2 separate regions of the Rattus norvegicus genome follow, and region 1 is linked to region 2. Evidence: chromatin contacts called from public HiChIP or PLAC-seq data. All regions are on one chromosome and are shown on one strand. The core of a region is the stretch at or near the end of the contact, and the rest is flanking DNA. Distances in the headings are between cores, read along the strand shown.

Evidence for each region. HiChIP or PLAC-seq counts read pairs in DNA pulled down with a chosen protein or histone mark.
Region 1: a contact with region 2 is called in an H3K27ac HiChIP or PLAC-seq map of oligodendrocytes, with 9 times the contacts expected there. The contact joins the enhancer-like site here to the promoter of Tctn3 in region 2. A contact is called at or near these places in 10 of 12 Hi-C or Micro-C datasets (the A7r5 cell line, Schwann cells, frontal cortex and 5 more) and 1 of 1 datasets of contacts at active chromatin or transcription factors (oligodendrocytes).

Annotation. Positions count from the first base shown.
Region 1 is chr1:249,483,281-249,487,090 of GRCr8, reverse strand. It overlaps Entpd1 (ectonucleoside triphosphate diphosphohydrolase 1), which reads right to left. Exons shown (of 10, transcript NM_022587.2): 5 at 3,421-3,580; 6 at 2,291-2,527; 7 at 1,039-1,299. Among named protein-coding and RNA genes, the nearest start is that of Cc2d2b, 24 kb to the left of the region's middle. Within about 2 kb of position 2,045, at least 8 of the 93 cell types and tissues checked have an H3K27ac peak or open chromatin away from gene starts, as enhancers often do.
Region 2 is chr1:249,373,367-249,377,783 of GRCr8, reverse strand. It overlaps Tctn3 (tectonic family member 3), which reads left to right and starts at 3,086. Exons shown (of 14, transcript NM_001401840.1): 1 at 3,086-3,373; 2 at 3,523-3,646; 3 at 3,877-3,995. The coding sequence starts at 3,142. It also overlaps a transcript of Entpd1 not described here.

The DNA of each region.
Region 1 (3,810 bases), core at 796-3,295, 110 kb before region 2:
TTATGTGACATTAGGTTGGGCATACAGGCCATATATACAAACAAACAAACACCTCTCATTCTGGGCTCCAGGGGCAGAACTAAATCTCCTCTCATCTGATCTTTTTCCTGAAGAGAGAGAAAGGTAGACAAAGGCCCCGATTCTTTGATTGGTATTATGGGTGACCAATGTATGCATCTGTAACTGTGGCTTTGTAATTGGCATTTGCTGGAAGTTAGACAACTCTTGCAATATACTTCTTAACTGTGATTACAGTAGTATCTGGTCTCAGGAAACAAACAGGCAGTCTGGATAATTAATAGAGCACGGGACACCTTTCCTCCTTAGCACCAACACCTTATCTTATGTTGAACAGATTAGGAAAAAAGGAATTAGGAGTCAGGATCCAATGATCATGCAGCCCTCCAAACCGTAATGAAACGGATACTTGTTTAAGTTCTCCCCTCGTGGTTTCCCAATCATCTGCTTCCCAGACGCTTCTTAGAGAAGAAATCCCTCGGTGGGCTCATCCCATGCCTGGTGCTACTTCTGACATGTAGGGTGTTGCTTTTAGCAGACTCTGATGGGGGCATATCCTGCAGCTAGCCTTCTTCCTTGTTTATGGAACCCTCATTTTATCCAGGTAGATAGATCAAACAATAATTAACCTAAGCCAAACATGGTATTTTTATCAGACAGCTTCGGGATATGCATTTCACCATGGTCTGGCTGACAGACGTGGAAAAGGTATGTGTTGTCTCTGGTGCGTGAGAGAGTTGCATGAAGAAAAACCTCTTTCCTACCTTGACTTGGCTTGGGGGTGGGGGACGTGATGCTTGGAGCAGCAGCCATACTTTTTGCATCATGAAGAAACTCAAGAAGATAAAGGAGAAGGTGATCCCAAGCATTGACGTTGTTGGGACAAATAACACAGGCCTAGTTATATCCAGACATGGCTGTGCGTAGGTTTACACTATTTAAATACATTATAGGCATGTCTTGTACAACTTGTAACACCAAATGCTCTCACCAATATATGTTGCCATTGCACAAACTTACCCCAAAACTCCCCTGGAGAGGTGGTAAGAAGACACCGTTGAAGGCACACTGGGAGTAAGGGCAGTGGCTGTTGTTGAAGAGCTTGAGGATGCTCTGGTGGCACTGTTCGTAGTCTCCAGTGCCCTGGACTTGAAACTGATTAAACGGTAGCTTCTTCTCAAATCTCTTGGTGCAGGGAGTGCCATAGAGTTCGCTTACATTCACAACCTTCTTATATCCTGGGTAAAAGCACGGGTCCTTGAGAATCCCACCACTTGAAACCTGGATAGAAGAAGCACTTGAATGCTAACTGATCATACTCAAAGGGTGCCCCCATATCCCTGGCCTGCCCTCACCGCCCTTGTAAAACCTGAACCCAGAAATGCCCTGAGCTGGGAATGTCTCTGGCCTCTCAGTGCTGAGCACACAGTAGGTTTACAAGCAAGAATCCCCAGAAGACTCTAGCCTAGGTGTACCTGTGTCTGCATGTTATCCCCTTTCTTCCTCCCCAACCAGACTGGGAGCTTCAGGAGTGGGATGATGCCTTAGGTCTTTTATTCCAGTAACGAAAAAATAAATAAATAAAAGGTCTTAAATCCTGAGGATAAAAGGAGGCTTTGCATCAGAGCCCTGTGGACTTTGGAGTCCAAGGCACCGCTCAGCTACACTTGCTCCTAGGTGACAGCCTTGATGGTTTTAAGAACAACAGAGTTCATGGAGGAGAGAGAACTGATTGTCCTTCCCTAGAGATGGGACAGCTGGATGTGACAACTTCCCTCTGTGTTTATTTGCCAGGGAGTGTCTGGTAATCTCATTACATCAAGCATTTATTCTTGCATCCAAAATGCAGAAGGCATCTGGGGACAATAAAGTATTGATTGACAGATTCTGTATTTTCCCCACAGTGTTTTTCTTTTCCCTCTCTGATTACAAAAGAATGGTGCAGACAAACTTATAAATGACCACTCCTCCCCTCAGCAATGGTCTAGTGTGGAATCTGAATTATCATCACCACTGGGACAAGAAATTAATTCCCAAGGAGAGGTCTGAGTGGTATCCTTGGAGATAGCACAGTAAACAAACATGGGAGGGCTGTCTGGGTGGACCGACTCGCAGGGGTCCACCAGATGTAGCTTGGTGTCCTGCCTGAGAAGGCCTGCGGAGTGCAGTGGCCAGCTTTGGAGCAGTTACTGAATGACGAAGGGGAAATAACAGGATGTGGGGGCCGAGGACCAGATGTGGGGAGAGCACAACCGAATTCAGTTGCACTTGCCTGAATGTCCTGGGCCAGTTTCTGCCAGAGTGCCTGATCCTTCCCATAGCACAGGAAGCTGTGTGTGTACACGGTGTAGTCCGTGCCGTAGAGACGGAACTGCAGGGAGGTTTCTGGGGCCTCTAGAGTGCTGTTTAGGGGCACGAAGGTGATCTGTGTAGAAGCTCCGCCAAGATCCAAAGCGCCAAAGGTTGCCTGTTTCTGGCTGTCTGAGATGAAGTTTAGCCAACTCTGTTCCTGAAAGAAAGAGGAGTACTAGAAGTCTCTGGACGTCCTGCTTCCCGAGATGCAGAACCAGGGGCAGAGGGTCAGGCAAAGCCTACTGTGGTTCCCAAATCAGTTCCAGATCAATGGCCAGCAAGAGGACTCTGAGGCCATAGCTCAGAGAACAGCAGAGTGGGGCCAGGAAAACGATGGTTTCACAAACGAGAACAACCCCCCACTCAGTCACCAGCTCAGTGACCTGGGCCAAAGAATATTCTATCTTTAAGCATCGTTACGGGGGCTCTGCTAGTGTGGGTGGTGATGTGCCACCTGGGGAACGTCACACCACGGGCAGACCGCTAAACATGCCTCACTTCGCAAATGCCGTTTCATTTTACTTTGCTTCAAACCTAGTCTTACTGTGTTGTTCAGGCTGGGCTCCAAATCGCAATTCTCCTGCCCCAGTCTCTCACGAGTCTCTGCCCAGTTAGTCTTATTTTTTTTAATTGGATTAAGATGCTATCAAATGAAATATATTAGGGAGCTGGAGAGAACTCGGTGGGTGGTTAAGAGCCCAGGCTGCCCGTGCAGAGGACTGGGGTTTGATTCCTAACACTGGGAGGCTCACAACTGCGTGCGACTCCAGTTCCAGGAGATCCGACAGCCTCTCCTGGCCTCTGGAGACACTCATGTGCAGGCACACACACAGATGCTCACACATACACATAACTTTTAAAGATAGATTCTTTAAAGTAGATTTTATTTTCCTCTGTGTCTGCCTGAGATGATCACACCTCGGTAAATGTACTTCTAGTAATGGCTACGAATGTAGGAGTATGGAATTCGTTCATTTATCCACCATTCCCCTTGCTAAGGACCCAAGACAGTAATGGCACCGACCGTCCTCCGTGGTACGAGGCGCTTACCTGAGTGAATCTGCCCAGCAGATAGTTAATAGTAATCCACCCATAGGCCCCTTCCTCCTGCCCAGTGATGATCTTGGCGCCCTGGAAGTCAAAGGGGTAGCTCTTCAGGCTCCTCGACACTGCAGCCAGGACTTCGTCTGCCGATTGCTTGCTTTCCATTCTACGCAGGGGAAGAGATGGTGTGATCTTTCGGCCTTGCCCTTTGTTTTGTTTTGTTTTCTGTTTGTTTTTTGTGTTTTGTCTTCGTAGTTATGCCTACCCATTAAACTAGAGAACCTAACACACCAGACTGGAAGGCAGGAGGACCCTGTGCATGGCTCTGTCTCTCCAAGTGCAAATCCTGCAGTTGGATTTGAGAAGTATGTTTTTAAAGTACCAATTTGGCTTTGT
Region 2 (4,417 bases), core at 1,837-4,336:
TGAGTCTGTGCACCCAGCAGACTTTTCTGTGATGTTAGTTCTAGAATACAGTGAGGGAGTGAGAGAGGTTCATTCCCAGTTGTGACAGTATTTGTCTAAATCCTTCCTATGTTCTGTTTGCTGGAATCTGTAACATAAAAATATCAGTTCCCTAGGGATCTGATACTTGAAGTCTGTAAGACAGTTTTGAGGAGGAAGAAATTTGTTCCCATGTGCCATGCAGATGCCAGTTTTAAGGTGGAGCCAAGTCGTAGGGCTCGCGTTAATGTGACATCACCTTAGAAGTAGAGATTTCCAAAATAGATCATATGATTCCAGCGGCTGTGTTTCAGAGGAAAAGCGGTCAGCATGTGGTTGGAAACATCATAGATTGGATCAAGATGCAAGACTGGGAACGAATTCTAACACTCTTCTTTCCTCTTTCCCAGATCTCCACAAATTACAGAAAAGTTAGATGGAGAGACATAAACTCATGCCCTACTCCGGGTGCTGGGACAGAGCGCACAGCCTAGAGCGGCAGGCAAGCCTTCTGCCTCTGAGCTGAACCCAGCTTTGAAGGAAAAATAACTTAGATGTGATGAACAGCATTTCCTTACCAGGCAACCCCAAGGTTACTCTAACCAGCCCATGTTTACCAACAATCGTCCGGTAATAATTCCAGAGTGGAGACGCAAACTCTAAACACTGAGATCCAAAAGACTCTATGATCAGGCATAAAAACAAAGTTTATAAAGATAAGTGTGACCCAAAACGAGGCAATCTCCCAAGAACTAAATTAAAGGAGCTCAACAAACCAGCCTTCCATACATATTATGAGTGTTCACCTATGAACCCAGCTAGCGTGGCTAGGCAAGGGGATATGTCCGTGAACGAGACGGATAAAACTGCTCACCTTGCACAAATTGTATTCTAGTAAATACATAGTTTGAGGAGTGTAAATTTGGCCTTTGAGAATCTATGGCATGTGGGCTGGAGAGGTGGCTCAGTGTGCAAGTGTTCTCCTCCTCCAGAGACTGGCACTCGGTTCCCACCATCCACAGCAGGAGGCCACAACCAGCTGTAACTTCAGTTCCAGAGCCATCTTCCCCCTTTCTGTCCCTCACAGGCACCCATACTTGAGACTCACATAGTTAACCACCCAATCAGGTAAAAATGATTGAGGCTATTTAGAGCATGGAGATATATTTAAGTGATGAACTCCAAGGCATCATAAAACTTGAGGTCCTCTTGGAAAATATTCAGATGTCAAGTGTCCCAAATCTTATCTGCCCAGAAGATTCACCGGAAAGAGAGGCATCTGCAATCAGTTTTCAGGAGTGGACTGGGGCTTAGTTAGGTGACCCCTGGCCAATTCCCCCCAAACAATTAAAATAACCCAGATGTAGGGATTGTGACTCACAGGGAGATGACTAGCAGGTGAGTTTTGATCAAATGCAATTGCCCATTTCAATAGCTACTAGTCACCCAAGGTTATCTAACCTCGAATGACAGTTTTAAAATTAAATATTTAACAGCTCAAAGCACATTGCCTGCCTATCATGTGTGTGACAGCCACACATGTCTGTGTCTCAGATTAGTGGAAATACGGAATGTTTGTTTGTGCTATTGGACGACCAGAAGGGCCACGACACTCCTGAGAAGAGCAAACACATTCTAGAGAGTGCCACAAAACTTAATGGTAAAATGGTAAAAACAAACAAACAAACAAACAAACAAAAACAAAACAAAACAAAACAAAACAAAAAACCAGCAATAAGTTTTCTTCTTGGTTCCTTGGCTATTTCCACCTCTGAGTCTTGACTTTTGCCTCAGAAAATGTAACTTCCTCTAAGTCCTCAAATTCTTTCCCATCCTGTTTTCTTGTACTGAACCTCTCCCCTTACTACTTTCTAGCAACAAATGTACAGATCACCTTTATTGATATGATCCACTATGCCGGCACGCGTAAGAGACGTGACTTTCTATGTGTTTTTCTCCTTGAAATCACGGTCTTTCCACAAAAAGGGTCTCTTACCTTGGGAAGACCGATTGAAAGACACAAGCATTTTTTTTTTAAATAACATTTAAGTTGATAGAGTGTTTGCCAGGTGTGCATGAAGCCAAGGCCGTGAGTTTGACCTCCAAGATGTTGTGATGGCCTATATGATTGAAATTCTAGACCCAGGAAGATCAGAAAATCATTCTTGGCAACATCTTGAGTCTGAGGTTCAGCCTGGGCTACATGAAACTGTCATGGAGTTGAAATAAGCATTGTTTTACTGTGCTTTTTAAAAATACCATAGTATTACAGTGGAGAGATTTTTTTAAACTTTCTTTTAGATTTTATACATAGGAGTGTTTTGCCTGCATGTGTCTGTGTACCTGTCTGTGAGTGTCTGATGCCGCCTACTGAGGCCAGAGATGGCACAGGCAATGGATCCCTTGGAAATGGAGTTGCAGAAAGTTGTGAGACACCCTGTGGGTTCTGGGAGGCGAACCCCAGTTCTTGGACAGAACAAATATTCTTAACAGCTGAGCCATCTCTCAAGCCTCTATCATGGGGACTTTGTTCATTTGTCTTTGTTTTAGGGAACAGTCTCTCACTCAGTAGCCGAGGTTGGCCCAAACTCGTGATCCTGCTTGAGTCTAGGGAGTAACGAGGGCGATCCGGTACTCAGTTTCCCGGCACGCGTAAGAGATGTGACTTTCTATGTGTTTTTCTCCTTGAAATCACGGTCTTTCCACAGAAAGGGTCTCTTACCTTGGGAAGACCGATCAAAAGACACAAGTAATTCCAGTTCTTGCCTCTGGGTCTTCCCCTCAGCAAAGACTTCACTCAATTCCTCCAGGTCCGTAAAGGGCACCAACCTGATGCCAGCTGCCATCTAGCGGCAGAATAGGGCAAAGACGCCTTAGCCCCAGGGGCTCCCAGCGGTTGCCAGGTAACGGGAGCGGCGCGCCGCTAAGGAGGAGAGCGCAGCAAGAAGGACGCGCCGGGTCGTAACAACACGGTCTTCCATTGGCTGAAGAGCACACGGCTCCCGCTTGAGCCAATGCACAGATGGAAGCTGATGACGTCATCTCCGACTCCTCACCCCTGGGCTCTAGGATCTATCTGGAGACTCGGGCTCCTGTCGCACCCCTCTGCGGCCCGGCTGCCTTATGTGCACTCCGCAGCTGCTGCTGCTGCTGCTGCTGCTGCTGCTAGTGGGCCTGATGCTTTCTGACGCCGCCCGGCCGCAGCCCTCCTCCACAGCCCGGGCTCTGCCTACCTCCTGGGTCCTGGGGCCAGTGACGCCCGAAGTACCAACTACAGCGCCTCCAGACTTGTCTGAGAGTCCTACCCCCTGGACACTATCGATGCCCGAGAACGCGACCACCGACCCCTTCCCAGGTGATGCGGCGGGATACGGGATGGAAATACTGACTTCTCGGATCTAAAATTGTGTAGACAATATTGCTTCGCTACGTAGCTTGCAATGGGGCTATCCGCGAGGGAAAACTTTGGGGAGCTTCACCTCGCTTTGCCTCTTTCACTTATAGCCTTATCGATCTGTGTCTGTGACTTGACTCCTGGTACCTGCGATTTAAACTGCTGCTGCGATAAGGACTGCGATCTTCTCCATCCCAGAACAGTCTTTTCCTTCTGCCTTCCTGGTAGTGTAAGGTGAGCTGTGCTCTGGCTGAGAAGTAAGAGTGAGTTTCCTACCCCCAGATCCCCGCGTAAAATATTCCCTTGGGCTTTCCCGGGAGTGCTGAGCCATCCAGTAAAACATTACCCGGAATGTTGTACCTCTGCCCACAGACCCCCTTAGTGGCCTCAGACATTGGTAGGGTAGGGCCCCTTCCCTAACCGTACTCCACGCCCCTCCTCAGTATCTTCAACTTTCCTCACAGATCTTCAAGTTGGGTATGTGTGGACAACTCCCTGGTCTTCAGGAGCAACTCCCCATTTCCTTCCAGAGTTTTCACGGACTCCAGTGGAATCACACAATTTTGCGTCCGTGTGAACAACTGTGAGTAGAAACAAGTTTGGCCGCTCTTGTCATTTAACGTTTATTACGACGTGACTCTGTCTTTGGAGTTCTCCTGTCCTCCAAATCCCTATGTTACGACTACCCTCTTCCTTTCATTAGTAATTTCAGAAACCTCCAGTGACTCTCCACCACCTTTAAAATACTGCTCAGCAACTCTAGCCTGGCAATCAGCATTGATTGATTGATCGATGGATGATTGATTGATTGATTGATTGATTTCTCTTGCAAGCTTTTCTCTAATGATTTTATACTGCTCTTTTCTTTTGGACAAATTCATGTTCCTTGTCCTTAAGCTATGCCTTAAATTTCTCCTAAATTTCTTTCTTCTTACATTGGGAACATCTTACCTCTCCTAAGAATCTAATGTCATCTGCCCAAGTGAGCCCGTCCTGGGAAGTTGG